Linked DNA regions of Sus scrofa: region 2 is linked to region 1. Evidence: chromatin contacts called from public promoter capture Hi-C data. All regions are on one chromosome and are shown on one strand. Each heading gives the region's core, a stretch centred on a gene start, on an enhancer-like site or on the middle of the called end of the contact. The rest is flanking DNA. Distances are from core to core; before and after follow the strand shown. Region 1 holds the start of NEO1 (neogenin). Region 2 holds the start of LOC110261568.

The links. Promoter capture Hi-C pulls out the DNA fragments that hold promoters and counts their contacts.
Region 2: a contact with region 1 is called in a promoter capture Hi-C map of liver, with 6 times the contacts expected there. The contact joins the promoter of LOC110261568 here to the promoter of NEO1 in region 1. A contact is called at or near these places in 1 of 5 promoter capture datasets (liver) and 1 of 47 Hi-C or Micro-C datasets (heart right ventricle).

Annotation. Positions count from the first base shown.
Region 1 is chr7:60,297,704-60,301,788 of Sscrofa11.1, forward strand. NEO1 (neogenin) reads right to left here and starts at 2,189. Exons shown (of 28, transcript XM_021099093.1): 1 at 1,716-2,189. The coding sequence starts at 1,845.
Region 2 is chr7:60,821,628-60,825,712 of Sscrofa11.1, forward strand. It overlaps LOC110261568, which reads left to right and starts at 2,161. Exons shown (of 2, transcript XM_021099104.1): 1 at 2,161-3,120; 2 at 3,216-4,085. The coding sequence starts at 2,161. The coding sequence ends at 2,961. ARIH1 (E3 ubiquitin-protein ligase ARIH1) reads right to left here and starts at 2,490. Exons shown (of 14, transcript XM_021099101.1): 1 at 1,791-2,490. The coding sequence starts at 2,162.

The DNA of each region.
Region 1 (4,085 bases), core at 939-3,438:
TCTTCTCCCCCACATACACAGGCCAGACTGCACACTCCATGAAGGCAGAGTAAACATTTCAGCCATGCTTTGCACCCCTCTCATCAGTGAAAAATAAAAGCCCATCAACTGAATTAATGTTGAAATAGATGTTATGACTGCCTAAGAGACTGATTATTTTTATTAACCTAAGGAATAAGATTACTAGCACTTTATACATATAACATTACTGACAAAATTTTAAACAGAAACTCCATCAATCACCTATCACACACTTAATATAATGAATTACATATAAAAATTTACATATAAAATTAGAGTCTTCCAAGATAATTACATTTTTCTTGCATCTACAAGATAATTACATTTTTCTTGCATCTTGTAGGTTGGATCAATTACCTACATTTCAGGACCAACATGTGCACCCTGTTTAGGCTGACTGTGTAAGTTTGATACTAAAACAGTTATTTATATAGCTGTTTTGCTAATACCCTTGGTACTTTAGGTTTCAAGCATTTAACTTTGGCAAAAAACATGTGTTATATATATTACCTAAGAAAATTTTAAAAGTTTTTTTATCAGCCAAGTTATACCGCAATGTGATTTTAAATACAAAACAGGGGACAACAAGCTATGGTTTAGTGTTTAGAAGCTGCCAATGTGCCTGATACTACGACTTTCAAATACAAAAATTTTAGATCTCACCCAGGTAGGTGAAAGTTGCCCAGTTTTATGATACACCACCTTGGTCAAAGAATTTGAACAGATTACATGCTGATTTGCCCTTCATCTCCTAAGCGTGTACCGCTCCTCAATTACACTATAAGGTCTTTACGGGCAGGTGTGCAGTTTTGTTAATTGGTCCCCTTAAGTAAGTGGGAATGCAGGCGATTTCAATAATCTATGATATAAAAAAAAAAAACCGAAAATGGCTTTACGGCTAAATATATTTAGATATTGCCACTTGAAAACAATGTACAAGTACTTAAAATCCGATGCTTAGACAATTCCCTAGGTTAAGAGCGGTTAATAGGCTGTAAATATAGTTGTAATCCCCAGGAAAGATGAGGCATTTTCATAACGGAAACACTAACAGATATAATCACTTAGAGCTGTTCTCCAAGGCGCCCTCATCGTTAAGTCAACACCACTGATTATGAGGGGACAATTGTGTCCCTCTGACACACTCTCTCTTCCGCAGCCTCTGGGCTACAAATCCCGCACGAGTAGTCCCCCGAGATCAACCAGAGCTTCCCTGGGAAATCCCTGGCCAGAGAATGCGGAGTTCAAGCCCCCCTCCCCCTTCCTTTCCTGAAAATTAATGAATTGGCCGTACGATTGTTTATTTAATGAGGTGTGTAGTGGCCTCTACTGGTGCTTGTGTGAGCACAAGAATGTCCCACTCTTACAAGTGGGATGAGCCTGGGGGAGGGGAGGGAGGCGAGGGGTGAACCTGCCTCCGGGTACAAAGCGCAGAACTAGACCCTGGAGCCCCCGACGCGCCCCCACGGCCTCTCCTCCTCCGGCGGCGCCCCCGCCTGCCCACTTCACTCTCCACCCTGCACGACCCCCTTTCTCCTCCACAACCCGGGACCAGGGAGAGAAGTTCTGCACGTTTCCTCCTGGAGCCTAAACAAAAACACCGTAGCTGCCGCTGCCGCCGCCGGCGGTACCGATGCCGCGCCCCCGCCCCCACCCCGCGCCGCCCGGGCCCGCACCCCGCGGCCGCTGCTTACCTGGGGACTGCGGTGGAGAGCCGCTCCTGGTGGCCGCGGCGCCCGACGCCCGGCGCCCAAGCAGCAGCAGGCAGCAGAGCCAGAAAGAGGAGGTGCTGAGGAGTCGCCGGGCTCCCCGCTCCGCCGCCATCTCTTCCCCGCGAGCGGCGGCGGCGGCCGCCGCAGCGCCGCGGAACCCTCGCCTCCTTCCCTCCCGCGCGCCTCAGCCGGTCCCTCGCTGCAGGCTCGGCTCCCACGGCCGCCGCCGCCGCTGCTGCTCCAGCCCGGCTCGGCCCGGCCCTCGCGGCCCCTCTCGCGGGAGGGGAGACTCGGGGGCGCCTCCCTCCTGCAGGGGGGCGGAGAGGGGAGGCAAGGGGGGGAGTCAGTACATTCCGTGGCGAGGCGGGGGGGGGGGGGTCGGTCGGTCTCCAGGTTCCAGGCGCCGCCACCCGCCGCCGACTCCGGCTCCACACACCAGCGCGAGGGGGGCGGAGACCGCGGGCGGCGGGGGTGGGGGGCGGGGACCCGGGGCGCGCACCCCCGCGCACGCGCAGGCGCGCGCCTCCCTCGCCCGCACCCCATCGGCTGGGCGCGCGGCCCGCCCTCGCTCCAATCCCGGCTGCCGCCTCGCGGGCCGAGTCGGCGGGCCCGATCCCCTCCCCCTTCTCCCGGGAGCCGAGGACCGGCGCGGGGCGCGCGCGCCGAGTGCTGCTGCTGGCGTCAGGGAAACCCCGGAGAAGCGGATCCTCCTCCTCCTCCTCCTCCTCCTAGCCCCCGCGCGCCCCCGCCTCTCTTGCTTCCAGAACCGGCAGAAATCCTCTCACCACCTTTCCCCCCTCCCTTTCCCTCACCTGCCTAGACGCCTCGGGCTGCAGAGACCTGAGAGCGAGGGACGCTCCGAGCCCGGGCTTGTCCGGGAGGCCTGAGCGGACGCGCACCTCTCTTCAGCCTGGGCCTAGGGCCTCTATATAGGGCCTCAAAGGAAACCAAATGGTCTCCGGGAGGAAACCTGGGTGCGCAGAGGGTCGGCGCGGGGATTTATATGCTGGCCAAAAACAATAGCGATCCCACCCGGCTCTTGCTGGGACCTGGCGCGGCTCCCGTGGGAGGCGGCCCGCCGCGTCGCCGCTGACCTCCCGCTTCCCGGCCGGGCCGCCCTCGCCGCGAGCTTCCCGGGGACAGAGCCGGGCCCGCCCGGACTGCGGGGCCCGCGCCCCCACCCACGGCTCTCGGCCGGCGTCCAGGGAAGCAGGGCACAGACAAAGGTGCCCGGTGTCCACTCCTGAAGCCAGTGCGGGGGCCCGGGCCGAGCCCCGTGACTCCCAGCGGCTGGTCCTCGGACTGTAACTGAGACCTTTCACCTCTATTTTTGCGGGTCACCTCGCATTTTCGTACCTGGAAATCACGTCTCTTCGCTGGTAAACTGGGAGCAGGAGGGGAGTGATTTTAAACCACTTGGTAATTGTGAGGCAGCGCCCAGGCTACCCAAAGTTAGGGAAAAGCAGTTGTGTAGTCAGACTGCTGATGAGAATACTGACAGTGTTATAAGCTGCACTCATAGAAAATATTTAGAGAAAATTTCTTTGTATCATTATGCACTTGGAGTGTCATGTTTGATTGTTAATATGAATTGGGTTTTAATTCACCGTTCTATATAGTCAATAGCCAAAACATGTTGCTTTCCACGAGTAGATGGCTAGTTGTCTGACTTCCACGTCCCTCTGTGCCTTCTCGTAATTACCGTCCTCAGATTATTTTTTATCCTGAAGTGGCAAAAAGCAGTGTAAGGTTTGCGTTACATTGGGAAGGATAAACTCAGAATCTTCATAGAACGTCTCAAATCATCAAAACGGCGGAATCAGGAACCCTTTAAAACAATTGACTCTTAAAAGAGCAAACACTGGCTTATTGTTTTCCACTAAGGAAACAATTTAAATATCTTTTTGTTTTGGTTAGAGTTGTTAACCGGCAAAAATATTTCCTAAATACCCCTGATTGACCTGTTAAATTAGAAATAGATTACCTCCCAATTACTTCACAAGTATTTGCTTAATTAACCTTTAATAATCACATCATTATTCCGTTTTCCGAGATAATTAATGAGAAAGCGCTTTGGAAACTATAAATTGCCTGGCAAATGTTAATATTCAGATATCTTTTCTAAGTGGAAATTTTTCATTGTAGCATAAGAATAAAATGCATATTGTGACTTCTAAAAGAAAACTTGCATTCATCTCCAAGTTTGAAAAATATGAGTTGTGGCTAATAAAGTAATCAAATTGGTTTTGATTTATGACCTTTGTGAACTGTCTAGTTAATTTATCGGTGCACTCTTTATTTCAGGGTTAAATCAAAAGTTTAAAGCACTTTCTGTAAAATAGGGCGACTAAA
Region 2 (4,085 bases), core at 911-3,410, 520 kb after region 1:
AAAATCCCTAGTATTTTGTAGGTCTGAGTTCAGTTCATCAGCACTTACTCCTTTCCCCCTAAACTAACAAAAAAAAGATATCATATGCATTAGCTACATCTTTGTTCCAGAAATGACATAAAGAATTTGTAAGGTTTGACCTCAGTGATTAAGGGCACACTTAAGAGTTGAAAAAGTTGGATGAGATTTAACTACATGAAAACACACCTAAGTTAAAAAATAAATAGCCATGAATTTTTAAAGCTAACTAAAATGCCAAAAAACCTAGGTAATAAGTTTGAAAACCACTTTATAGATTTGCTATATACTTTATACAGTAAATAAACAAAAAAAAAGAATTCAAAGTTTCACTGTAAATTCAAGTTTCCTCAAAGAAAGAAAAATTTTCAATTTAGTGACCTAAGACCTCAACTGTCATATTTTAAGAATTAGAAAAAAAAGTAAAACTTATCTTTCTTCTACAACCCTTCAATTCTCTCCTCAAACTACATTATCTATAGGAAAGTTTGAGATTTCCACTGTTTAGTAATAGCACTAGATATCACAGATTTTTTTAAACTATTATTCAAAGCAGTCTTCCAATAGGCCTACATAGATAGTTCCATTTTCAAAAGAAAGTGTCGCCTACTAAACAATACTGTAAAAAATCATGCAAACTTCACAAGTAGGCACTGACATACTACTAATTTACCAGTGAATATTAGCCAAGCAATTTTAAGGGGGTGGGGGATTGGTTATGACTGACATACAACAAGACAATAGTAATCTTCTGTTTATGTATATATAGTTTCTTTCCATGTAACCAGTGTTTTCTAAAAGTTGCAGTGAATCAAGGCTTCATTTTTATTCTTCAATCACATCCCTGACCCCCATGACTGTTTTTCCCAAAGAGAAACTTTTGACGTCCTAAGCTCAAAAACAAAGTCCGACCCACAAGAAGGTTAAATGAGATGTGGTTATCAATTTAAACCAAGACCAACTTAATGACCACGAAATACAAATTATTAGAGAAAGGGGGTGAGTCCAGAAGCAGAAAGCCTCTACTTACTAACTCACAATAGAGGCTTGTCCAATATTAAACAATAACACTACGCTTTGCTGTTGTTTTAGCTGCAAGGCTGGGTATGCAATTCGCTGCAACTGTTCCAACAGCTTAAGTACGCTACAACTGAAAAAAGTAGTAGTTGGGTCCCAAACAAATAGCAAAGATTTAAAAAGATGCAAGCAGAAGCCTCACCATCAGAAAAGAAGACCCACGAACACCTCTTCCAAGAAACACTTCCCTTCCCCCACCTTTAAGTAGGCACTTAAGACTGCCAAGCAGATCCATTCCTTTATTAACTGGTGTCCACTTGGGGCAACCGTACAACAAGCAGCTCTTAGGCCTACTCTAACCCCTTCCAAAAGTGCTCAAGTGAGGCTGAAGGCCGGAGAAACAGTCTTAGGGGCCCAGTTCTTCCAGCTCTTCTCCACTCTGCCCTGGTAGGTGCTCCATGGGCCAGAGGAGTAACACCGGGGCCAGGACCGGCAGGAACTGCGTCCAAGAGAGAAGTCTTAGGCGGCCGGAGGCCTCCGCCATAGCAGGACCTGGAAAGCACCGCCTCCAGCGCACCTCCCCACACCCGGCAAATGTCTGCTCTACCCCCAGCAGGGGCAGCGGAGGAGACAGGGCTGGGAGGTACCGGGCTGAGCTGAGCACCAGGCCCAGGCCTGCCCCTCGGGACCGCGCGAGCAGCACGAATCCGCTCCTGGGTCCAGACCGATCAAGCAGGCGTGGGGGCCACTCTCACCTGGATGACCTCGTTGACCTCCCGGATACATTCCACCATGTGTTGCAGAATCTGCTCGGCTGTGAGCACCTCGTAGCGGTAATCCTCCTCCTGCTCGTGCCCCGACCCGCCGCCGCCGCCGCCACTGCCGCCGCCGCCGCCGCCGGGCCCCAGAGCACTGCCGCCGCCACCGCCCGTCTCCCCGCCCAGCAGTCCGTCCCGCTCCCCGCCGACGCCCAGCTCAGGCTCCACCAGCTCCACCTCGCCCAGATCCAGGTTATCATCGTCCGGCTCGTCGTCGTCGTCGTCCTCCTCCTCCTCGGCGCCGCTGTCCTCCTCGCTGCACTCTTCGTCCTCGTCGAACTCGTAGTTGTACCCCTCGTCCGAGTCCATGGCGCGACGCGCGGGGGCCCGGCAGACGCTGGCCCTAAGGCGGGGAGAGGGCGGGGACGCCGAGGCCCCGGCTCTCGCTCCGGCTCCGGCTGATGTCCGGACGCAGGCCTGGCTCCGGCCCCGCGGGCCGCAGCTCCTCCCCGGGCGCGGCGGTTGGCGGTTGGCGGCTGGCGGCGGCGGGGAGGGCGCGGAGGAGGGAGGGAGGGAGCGAGGGGGCCGCTCGTCGCCCGCCTCAATCAGACGCGGCTCCGCACCGGCCTCGGAGAGAAAACAGTCCCCAGCGCCACCTCCACGGCCGCTGCTACCGCTACTGAGCCAACAAAGGGGCGTGCGTCACCGCGTCGCGCTGCGTCGTGGCGTCACTGTTCTTGGCGTCACCGCGCCCCGCCCCTCGGCCCCTGTGTGGAGTGCGGGGAGACCCCACGGCCGGGGCTGGCCCTGGGAGCCAGGCGCCGCGGGAATCGCCGCCTGGGTTCCCGCTGCGTTCGCTGTTCGGACGGACGCTGGCCGACACCAGCTGACAGTGTACTTGAGGAGGCTGTGGCCTCCTGGTCACCGAGAGGGGGCCCTTAGGCCGCCCCGGGAGTGGTTTTGCCACTGGCTATGGGGATCCAGCCATTCGCGCAAACCAATGGGGAAGGCGGCCTTCCCACCGGGCAGTAAAGACCCTTCCCGCCCAACCTGGAGTAATTCCAGGAAGACCTTGGATGTTGAGCTAATATTCCTGTTGCCTGGGCTACTCAGAGGATTCTGTTTTATGCAGAACCTCTCAGCCACGCAGCAGGTGTTCTCGTTTTAAGTAATTCACTTGACTCTGTGCCCTGGTACAGACGTGCTGTGATTTAAGTCGCCTGTAGTGACGTCATTTAAAAGAAGCGGTCTCTAAACTCCGCTCATTAAGCGCCTATTCAAGGCCAGAACATTGGCAAAGTCGTGGCTTGCCTTAGTTGAGCACTGTGTAAGATCTATAATCTATAATCTATACGTATGAATTATAATATTAATATATAATACAACATATTAAATATGTAATGTTTTTTCTCATCGTCACAGAGCCACAGTACCTGTGTTATGCCTGAGACTCAAAGAGGAAGAGACTTGACCAAGGCCACAGAACACTTGCCCTATTTTAGACCCTGGGTGACCTTAAATATCGATCATAAAAACACTTTATAACGTATAGTATGTATTATATACTGCATTGTATATAAAATGCATTGTAAGACAACATAAGACCGGTAAAAGAAATATCTGCAGGGACCAAATAAAGCAGAGAGATAGTGCTTGTCTTTTATCTGGAAATGTGCTGTTTGAGCTTAGTGTTGATAGATGGCTAGGAGTTTAATGGAAGGTAGGGAAGATGGTCGAGCCTGAGAAAATAACCGAATTTTGAGTTCCCTGGCGGTGCAGCAGGTTAAAAGTCCAGCATTATCACTGCAGTGGCTTGGGTCGCTGATGTGGCACGGGTTCAATCCCTGGCCTGGGTACTTGCACATGTGGAGGGCACATGGCAAAGAGAAGAAAAAGGAGAAGGAGAAAACAGCAAAAACAATAGCGCAGTAGGTGTAAAGTAGTTTAGTTTGAGGAAGGGCAAACGGCAAGTTAGTGGCCAGGACAGTAAGAGTAATTTATGCCATTCTAACATTAGACTTAATTCTTTGTTGGCAGAACAGGAGAACCAGAGAAATGTTCTGAAGGGAGAAGCATAAGAAAACTCCCTCTTGGGATAACTTGAATAATTGGCCAGATTGGAAATCTTTTAAAGCCCGAATCCCTAACTTACTGATAAATCTTAATGTTGAACCTACAAATTCCCTTTGGAAATTTATTTTGAAAAGTGAAAAATTCCTTTACAATGTATGTTAGCCTCTACTAATTTGTCCATTTTGTAATTTCTTTTTTAGCCACACCTGCAGCATATGG